Linked DNA regions of Mus musculus: region 1 is linked to region 2. The links are chromatin contacts, called in public Hi-C maps. All regions are on one chromosome and are shown on one strand. The core of a region is the stretch at or near the end of the contact, and the rest is flanking DNA. Distances in the headings are between cores, read along the strand shown. Region 1 overlaps Rnf121 (ring finger protein 121). Region 2 holds the start of Chrna10 (cholinergic receptor, nicotinic, alpha polypeptide 10).

Evidence for each region. A called contact is a pair of places that touch in the nucleus more often than the background predicts.
Region 1: a contact with region 2 is called in a Hi-C map of olfactory sensory neurons, with 1.8 times the contacts expected there. The contact joins the enhancer-like site here to the promoter of Chrna10 in region 2. A contact is called at or near these places in 13 of 39 promoter capture datasets (the 3T3-L1 cell line, cranial neural crest, embryonic stem cells and 6 more), 1 of 15 datasets of contacts at CTCF or cohesin (CD8 T cells), 2 of 484 Hi-C or Micro-C datasets (centroblasts and olfactory sensory neurons), 1 of 115 datasets of contacts at active chromatin or transcription factors (embryonic stem cells) and 2 of 9 other capture datasets (adipose tissue and pancreatic islet).

Annotation. Positions count from the first base shown.
Region 1 is chr7:102,044,038-102,047,744 of GRCm38.p6, forward strand. All of the region lies in intron 1 of Rnf121 (ring finger protein 121), which reads right to left. Among named protein-coding and RNA genes, the nearest start is that of Rnf121, 19 kb to the right of the region's middle. Within about 2 kb of position 1,499, at least 2 of the 459 cell types and tissues checked have an H3K27ac peak or open chromatin away from gene starts, as enhancers often do. A contact at or near this core is called in olfactory sensory neurons, where this site is marked.
Region 2 is chr7:102,114,466-102,118,031 of GRCm38.p6, forward strand. It overlaps Chrna10 (cholinergic receptor, nicotinic, alpha polypeptide 10), which reads right to left and starts at 2,248. Exons shown (of 5, transcript NM_001081424.1): 1 at 1,792-2,248; 2 at 504-649. The coding sequence starts at 1,852. It also overlaps a transcript of Art1 not described here.

The DNA.
Region 1 (3,707 bases), core at 249-2,748, 71 kb before region 2:
GGAGAGGAGGTGAAGAGGGGAATAGGAATGGAGATCAGGTGGGGGTGGGTGAGAGAGAGTTGGGAGAGAGAACAGAAAGTGGTGGGGGACATCTCTGAGACAGGAGAAGCTCACAGGAGTCTGTGAGTGTGACCCTAGCTGATGGGAGACCAAAGTGGCCACCTCCTGGAGCCAGGTGGGATTTCCAGTAGAGGGAGGGAGACATCAACTCACCCACAAAAACTTCAACCCAAAATTTGTCCTGCCTACAAAGATATAGCAGATTGAGGGAATGGCTAACCAATGACTAGCCCAACTTGAGACCCATTCTATAGGAGAGAGCCAACCCCTGACACTATTTATGATACTCTGCTATGCTTGCAGACAGGAGCCTAAGAAGAGTCCTTGGAGAGGCTTCATCCAGCAGCTGATGGAAACAGAAGCAGAGCAAAACATCAGGCAGAGTTTGGAAGTCTTGTGGGGCATAGTATTGAGAAAGCCAGAGGGGCCAAGGACACCACAAAAAGACCTTCAGAGTCAATTAACCTGGGCCCATGGGGGCTGACAGAGACTGAACCACCAACTAAAGAACATGCAGGAACTGGACTTAGGCCCCATACACATTTGTAGCAGATGTATAGCTTAGTCTTCGTGTGAGTCCCCTAACAATTGGAGCAGGTGTAGGGGGCTGTCTCTGACTTTGTTCCCTGCCTTTGGATCCCCTTCCACTAGCGGGACTGCCTTGTCAGGCCTAAGTGGGAGAAGATGTGCTTAGTCCTTCTGAGGCCTTACATCCCAGGATGAGATGGTACCCAGGGGGTGGGGGAGCTTTCCCTTGGAGGTGCTTCACCTTCTCTGAGAAAAAAGGGAGAAGGTAAAGGGGGGGGCAGGACTGGAAGGAGAATTGGAAGGGGGCTGCGATTATGATAAAAAGCAAATAAATAAATAATAAATGGGAAAAAAACTTTATATGAGGAAATAAAAAAGGTACATACTCAAGAAAGTAAGACAACCCATTGAAGGGCAAACTATGAATACACAGAGTACTGGACCAGGCATAGCTGTATCTCTGAAAGTGAGCCATGCATATTATTATGTATGTCTTACTTCCATCATCTGAAAATAGAATAAGACCTTTGACTCCATCATATGGCTTGTAAGGAAAGTACACTGACAATGAATTTGGTTTCTTCCAGAAGAGTGGGCATACTGTATAAACTACCAGAGGAGGCTAGCGCATTCAAAGCTGGAGAAACAAGGAATGCTTCCAGAGCCTCAGGGAAAAGATCAGAAGAGCAAGCCCTAAGGCTGAGACTACATTTGGGGCTTAAGCCATCAGCAGCAGTTCACAAAGCAGTTTAACTGTTAAGAGTAACATATGGTCTGGCTTTAATATTTGTGTCCAGAACCAAAAGGTGACTTTAATTACATTCAAACCACTCTTCTGGATCAAGTGGGAAAACAAGGAAAGCTGTAAACTATAGCTATAATTAACCTGTACCATCTGGGAAGGCATCTTTATTTGGTGCCTCATTAAGGGAGTTTATCCACCTGGAGCCAAGCACTAACCCAATATGAAGGTACCTTGTCTGAAACTCAGGTAGATAATTAGGCAGCCTCTCAGGGTCAGGGTAATAACTGACGGTCCTATAAACAACACCTAAAACATCCTAGGATCTCACAAGGCTCCATACAAGTCATTGCTAACCTAAGTTAAGATTTAAAAGAAGTTAAACCAAAAATGCTAGATGGGGCAAGGGAAAAATTTGCAAAGACAGAAAATGATCAAACCTGAGGAGTTTGTTTCCTCAGGTGTGTAAGATTTAAGCACCCACCCCTGTGTACCCACAACCAGATGACCTGTCCTCCACAAACAGCACTCACTCTTTGATCTCTGTCTTTACATAGCTTTGTCCCTTAAGCCCCTCTCTTCCACCAAATCAAATTCTTTCCACAAAGTACTGAACAAATTCTCCTGGGTTATTGGAAAGCTCTTTAGAACATCTTCCATACTTTTACTATGTGTATCTAACTACTAGAATACCAGGACCCTGAAAGCTAATTATGAAACACAAACTTCAGAATCCACATAAATCCCCCTTTATCAGAATCTGTAATCTAATAAGATACTGAAATAATTTATATGTACACGTTTGAGAAGTATTGCTACCATATGTAGTACTCATATTCACAATTTGCATTTATAGGCATAGACATATCTGTAAGATTCTTTTCTTAAAAAAAAACAAAATAATTTTACTACTAAGATCTAATTCACACAGTGAGAAAATAGTCCATTTTTAAAGTACAGTAGTCATGGTTTTCAGTGTATTCACAGTATTGTACCTCTTCTACCTCTATAAAGATTTGTTTAATATAGGCAGTTCATATACTACTGCCATAACATGGTCTTTCATGGCTGGCTTCTTTCATGTAGCATAACTGTTTTCAAGGTTCATTAATTTTGTAGCACATATGATAGTTCCCCCCTTTTGAATGTCAACAACATTCCAATGTATAGATATATCATATTTCTCCATTCACTAGCTGGAAACACTAGAGTCATTGACTTCTGAGCTATTATAAAGAATGTTGCTAGGCCGGGCGTGGTGGTGCACACCTTTAGTCCCAGCACTTCGGGAGGCAGAGGCAGGTGGATTTCTGAGTTCGAGGCTAGCCTGGTCTACAAAGTAAGTTCCAGGACAGCCAGAGCTATATAGAGAAACCCTGTCTCGAAAAAAACAAAGAAAAACAAACAAACAAACAAACAAAAAATAAAAACAAGAATGTTGCTATATGAACATTTGTCCCTAACGTCATGTAAAAGTATGTTTTCATTTCTCTTGAAAACATAGCTAGAACCATAACTGCTGGGCCACATGACAACTCTACTTTTATCTTTTGAGAACTGCCAAACTGTTTCTCATAGCAGCTGCATATTACAGTCTTGTGCACAGTATGTGGAGGCTCCAATTTCTCCACATCCTTCCCAACATTTGTAATTTTTTTTTTCAAAATGCCTACATTTCTACTTAGAATGGACCACATGCCACAGGGCAGGAGTGGAAGTAAGAGGACAACCTGCAGAGGTTGGTTCACTCCCTCCGCTATGTAGGTCCCAGGGATGTTGTCCTCTGACTTCAATGCCACCACCTAAACACACACACACACACACACACACACACACACACACATAATACATTTATTTATTTTGGAGAGTGCAAATGTCATGGCGTTGAGTATGGAGGTCAGAGAACAACTTATGAAAGTTGGTTCTCTCCATCACACAGGTCTTCAGGCTTGGCAGCAAGTGCCCTTACCCACTGTGCCATATCATTGACACTTGAGTTAATTTTTATGTATGCTGTGCAGCAGGGGTCCAACTTCATTCCTCCATAAAATTGAATTTAAAAATATGGCTGGGAAAGGCTTAGTAAAGTACTTGCTATGCAAGTTTGAAGATCTGGATATGGTAGCCTGCATCTGTAACCCCAACACAAAGGAAGGTTGGTGTCTTAGTTAGGGTTTTTATTGCCATGATAGAACACCATGATCAAGGCTGGCAAGATGGCTCGGCAGGTAAGAGCCCTGACTGCTCTTCCAGAGGTACCGAGTTCAAATCCCAGCAAGCACATGGTGGCTCATAACCACCTGTAATGAGATCTGATGCCCTCTTCTGGTGCTGTCTGAAGACAGCTACAGTGTACTTAACATATTGTAATAAAAAA
Region 2 (3,566 bases), core at 998-3,497:
CACAAACCCGGCTTGCTCAAACAGCCCAGTTCCCATCCAGACTTGAACTTGTGTGCCCTTGGTGGGGTTTTTAATCTCCAATTAATCCCACCAATAATTCCTGCTTGGGGAAGGTGGGGCGGGGGGAGAGCACTCAGTAAATACCAGAGTGTAAAATCTTGGGCCATCAACCGGTATGCAGGAGTTAATGACCACTGTCATTATTAATATATATATATATATATATATATGTATATATATATATATATACACATATATATATTACTTGGTTTTTTCGAGACAGGGTTTCTCTGTACAGCCCTGGCTGTCCTGGAACTCACTTTGTAGACCAGGCTGGCCTTGAACTCAGAAATCCGCCTGCCTCTGCCTCCCGAGTGCTGGGATTAAAGGCGTGCGCCACCACGCCCGGCATGTCATTATTAATATTAACACATAGGAAAAAGATCATTAGGAGATGGCCCTTCTTCCCTCGATTCACACATCCCACCACTACCATATCATACCATATCAATGATCTGAGACAACGTCACCTCCAGGGTCACATTTAGAGTCTGGTCTGTGTCTGCCACTGGTCTCAAGGCACTTGTATAGTTGGCAAACAGGTCACGAAACAGCTTGTGAGCCAGTCTACCCTCAGCTCCCAGGCACTCTAGAGGGTGAATGAGAATTTGACTGTCATCCAGCGGTCTCTGTTCACATCTATCACCCCCCAGCTAGAGCCTTGTCACCTGTTCCGTGGTCTCACACATTTTTGATGCTCTGTGCCATTTACTCATATGTCTTCAGAAGCCAGAGGAGAGGACTGGGTTTCTGGCTTTATCACTTTCTACCCTGTTCTCTTGAGACAGGGTCTCGCACTGAACTTGCAACTTGCCGTTTTTTTCAGCTAGTCTGGTTGGCCAGCAATCCCAGCAATCCTCCTGGCTCAGGTTCCTACAGCACTGTGGTTATAGGTGTTTGAGGCCACACCTGACCTTTTTTTTAAATTAGGGATTTTCTTCATTTACATTTCAAATGCTATCCCAAAAGTCCCCCATACCCTCCCCCCCCCACCCCTCCCACTTCTTGGCCCTGGCGTTCCCCTGTACTGAGGCATATAAAGTTTGCAAGACCAAGGGGCCTCTCTTCCCAATGATGGCCGACTAGGCCATCTTCTGCTACATATGCAGCTAGAGATACGAGCTCCGGGGGTACTGGTTAGTTCATATTGTTGGTATTAGCCCAGAAGCTTAGAATACCCAAGATACAAGATACAATTTGCAAAACACATGAAATTCAAGAAGAACGAAGACCAAAAAAGAGTGGACACTTTGCCCCTTCTTAGAATTGGGAACAAAACACCCATGGAAGGAGTTATGGAGACAAAGTTTGGAGCTGAGACGAAAGGATGGACCATCTAGAGACTGCCATTCCCGGGGATCCATCCCATAATCAGCCTCCAAAAGCTGATGCCATTGCATACGCCAGCAAGATTTTGCTGAACGGCCCCTGATATAGCTGTCTCTTGTGAGGCTATGCCGGTGCTTGGCAAACAGAAGTGGATGCTCACAGTCAGCTATTGGATGGAACACAGGGTCCCCAATGGAGGAGCAAGAGAAAGTACCCAAGGAGCTAAAGGGGTTTGCACACCTGACTTTTTACAGTTACTTCTCCCCCACTCCCATCTTCAGCACCCTCTCCTCCACATTCCCCAGATAGCTTGCTCTCAGCAGGCACTGAAGAGAAGGGTAGGGACTGGAGGCTTGTGGTGGACAGGAATAATGGCGGTGTCAGATAGACCTGGTTCATTACCTGCAGGGAGAAAGAGCAGGAGCAGAAACCCAGGACCCAGGTGGTGGCTCCTGGTCCCCATGTCGCTACCACAGCCAGAGGGTGGGCAGGTCTTGAGGAGATGTAAAGCAACAGGCCCTGCTGGCACGGATGAGGTGGACAGTACCTGGAAACCAGAGATTGCGGCTTTCCTTCTGGTCTCCTGTTTGCACCTGCCTGCAGTACTATACCTGGTCCTTGTACCTGCAGTTTCTCCTTTGCTCTTCACAGCCTCTCTGGCTCCATCTTCCGTCCCTTTCCATATGACTAGTGCCGTCTTTTACCTCTCTGTCTCAATTTGCTTTCTTCCTCTGTAATGGTCTTGGTTTCTGTTTTCTTTCCTCTCTCCCCCTTTCTTCTCCTCTTACAGCACCTCAAACCCCCCTTCAATCCATTCCCTGTACCTGGGCTCTGAGCAAGCCTGCTGCTCTCAGCAGAATAGGGCCAGGAACTCGTATCAGGGTTTGAGGCACTGGAGAGCACCCCTCTTCCACTGACTTCTTTTAGCTTAATTGCAGGGTTGGCATACTGGTGCCCATGGGAACAGAACAACTGAAACTGACACCTGAGGGTGCTGGGTCCTAAATTATTCAAATTGTGTAACTCAGAGTCCTGGGGGTTGGGAAGGTTTAGAGATGCCAGGATCTGAAAGTGCAAAACATTATGCTCTAAAGGTATATGGGGCTGAGGCCTGTGAATGAGAACTGTACCTGCCCCCCCCCCCCCCCAGCTCAGCTACATTCCTTGAATTCTAGAGGCTCCTTTTCCTCTCAGTAAGGGACTGGACACCTTAGACTCAGGGGTTTTGTCCAGCTAAGCTCTGCCGTCTTCATGGGAGTGAGCTGAGTCAGACCACTTCACATGGCTCTGTGAAGCATTTCCTCAGTTCTTGTCGTGTTTCCAGGCTGATACTCTACCCAGTGCCTAAATACTGCGGACGGGTGTGAGGGGCTGATCAGGGTTAGGGGGAAGGGTAGGGATTAGCAGATAAAGGGTCACAGTGAGGATTATTCGGTCAGAAGACTTACACTTTAGAATGACCACGGACTTCTGCCTCCACCTCCCAAATATTTGGATTATAATTATGTGCTCGGCTTCCAGTTTATGTGCTGCCTTTTTTTTTTTTTTTTTTGGTTTTTCGAGACAGGGTTTCTCTGTGTAGCCCTGGCTGTCCTGAACTCACTTTGTAGACCAGGCTGGCCTCGAACTCAGAATTTGCCTGCCTCTGCCTCCCAAGTACTGGGGATTAAAGGTGTGCGCCACCACCGCCCGGCATGTGCTGCCCTTTTAGTCCCAATTAGTCAAGGATCACCTTGCACCCCTGCCTCTCCTGCCTCCACTTCCCACGTGCTGAGATGCAGGCAGGCAGGCATCACCATGCTCAGCTTATGTAGTATTGGCTTCTGAACCTAGCTTCCTGCCTGCTAGGCAAGCAACAGTGAACTACAGCCCAGCCTTCCTTTTTTTTCCCTAACTTGTCCTAAGAGCAAGTATTCCAGTTGGGCATGGTGGCACACGCCTTTAATCCCAGCACTCGGGAGGCAGAGGCAGGTGGATTTCTGAGTTCGAGGCCAGCCTGGTCTACAGAGTGAGTTCCAGGATAGCCAGGGCTACACAGAGAAACCCTGTCTCAAAAACCAGCAAGTATTCCCCATACCAATAATCCTTAATGCCGCTAAAACCACGAGCTGGAGCACATTCTTTTTGAAACACCTTTGGCATAAGAAAGTCAAGAATTCTCTGGCAGAAGCCTGGCC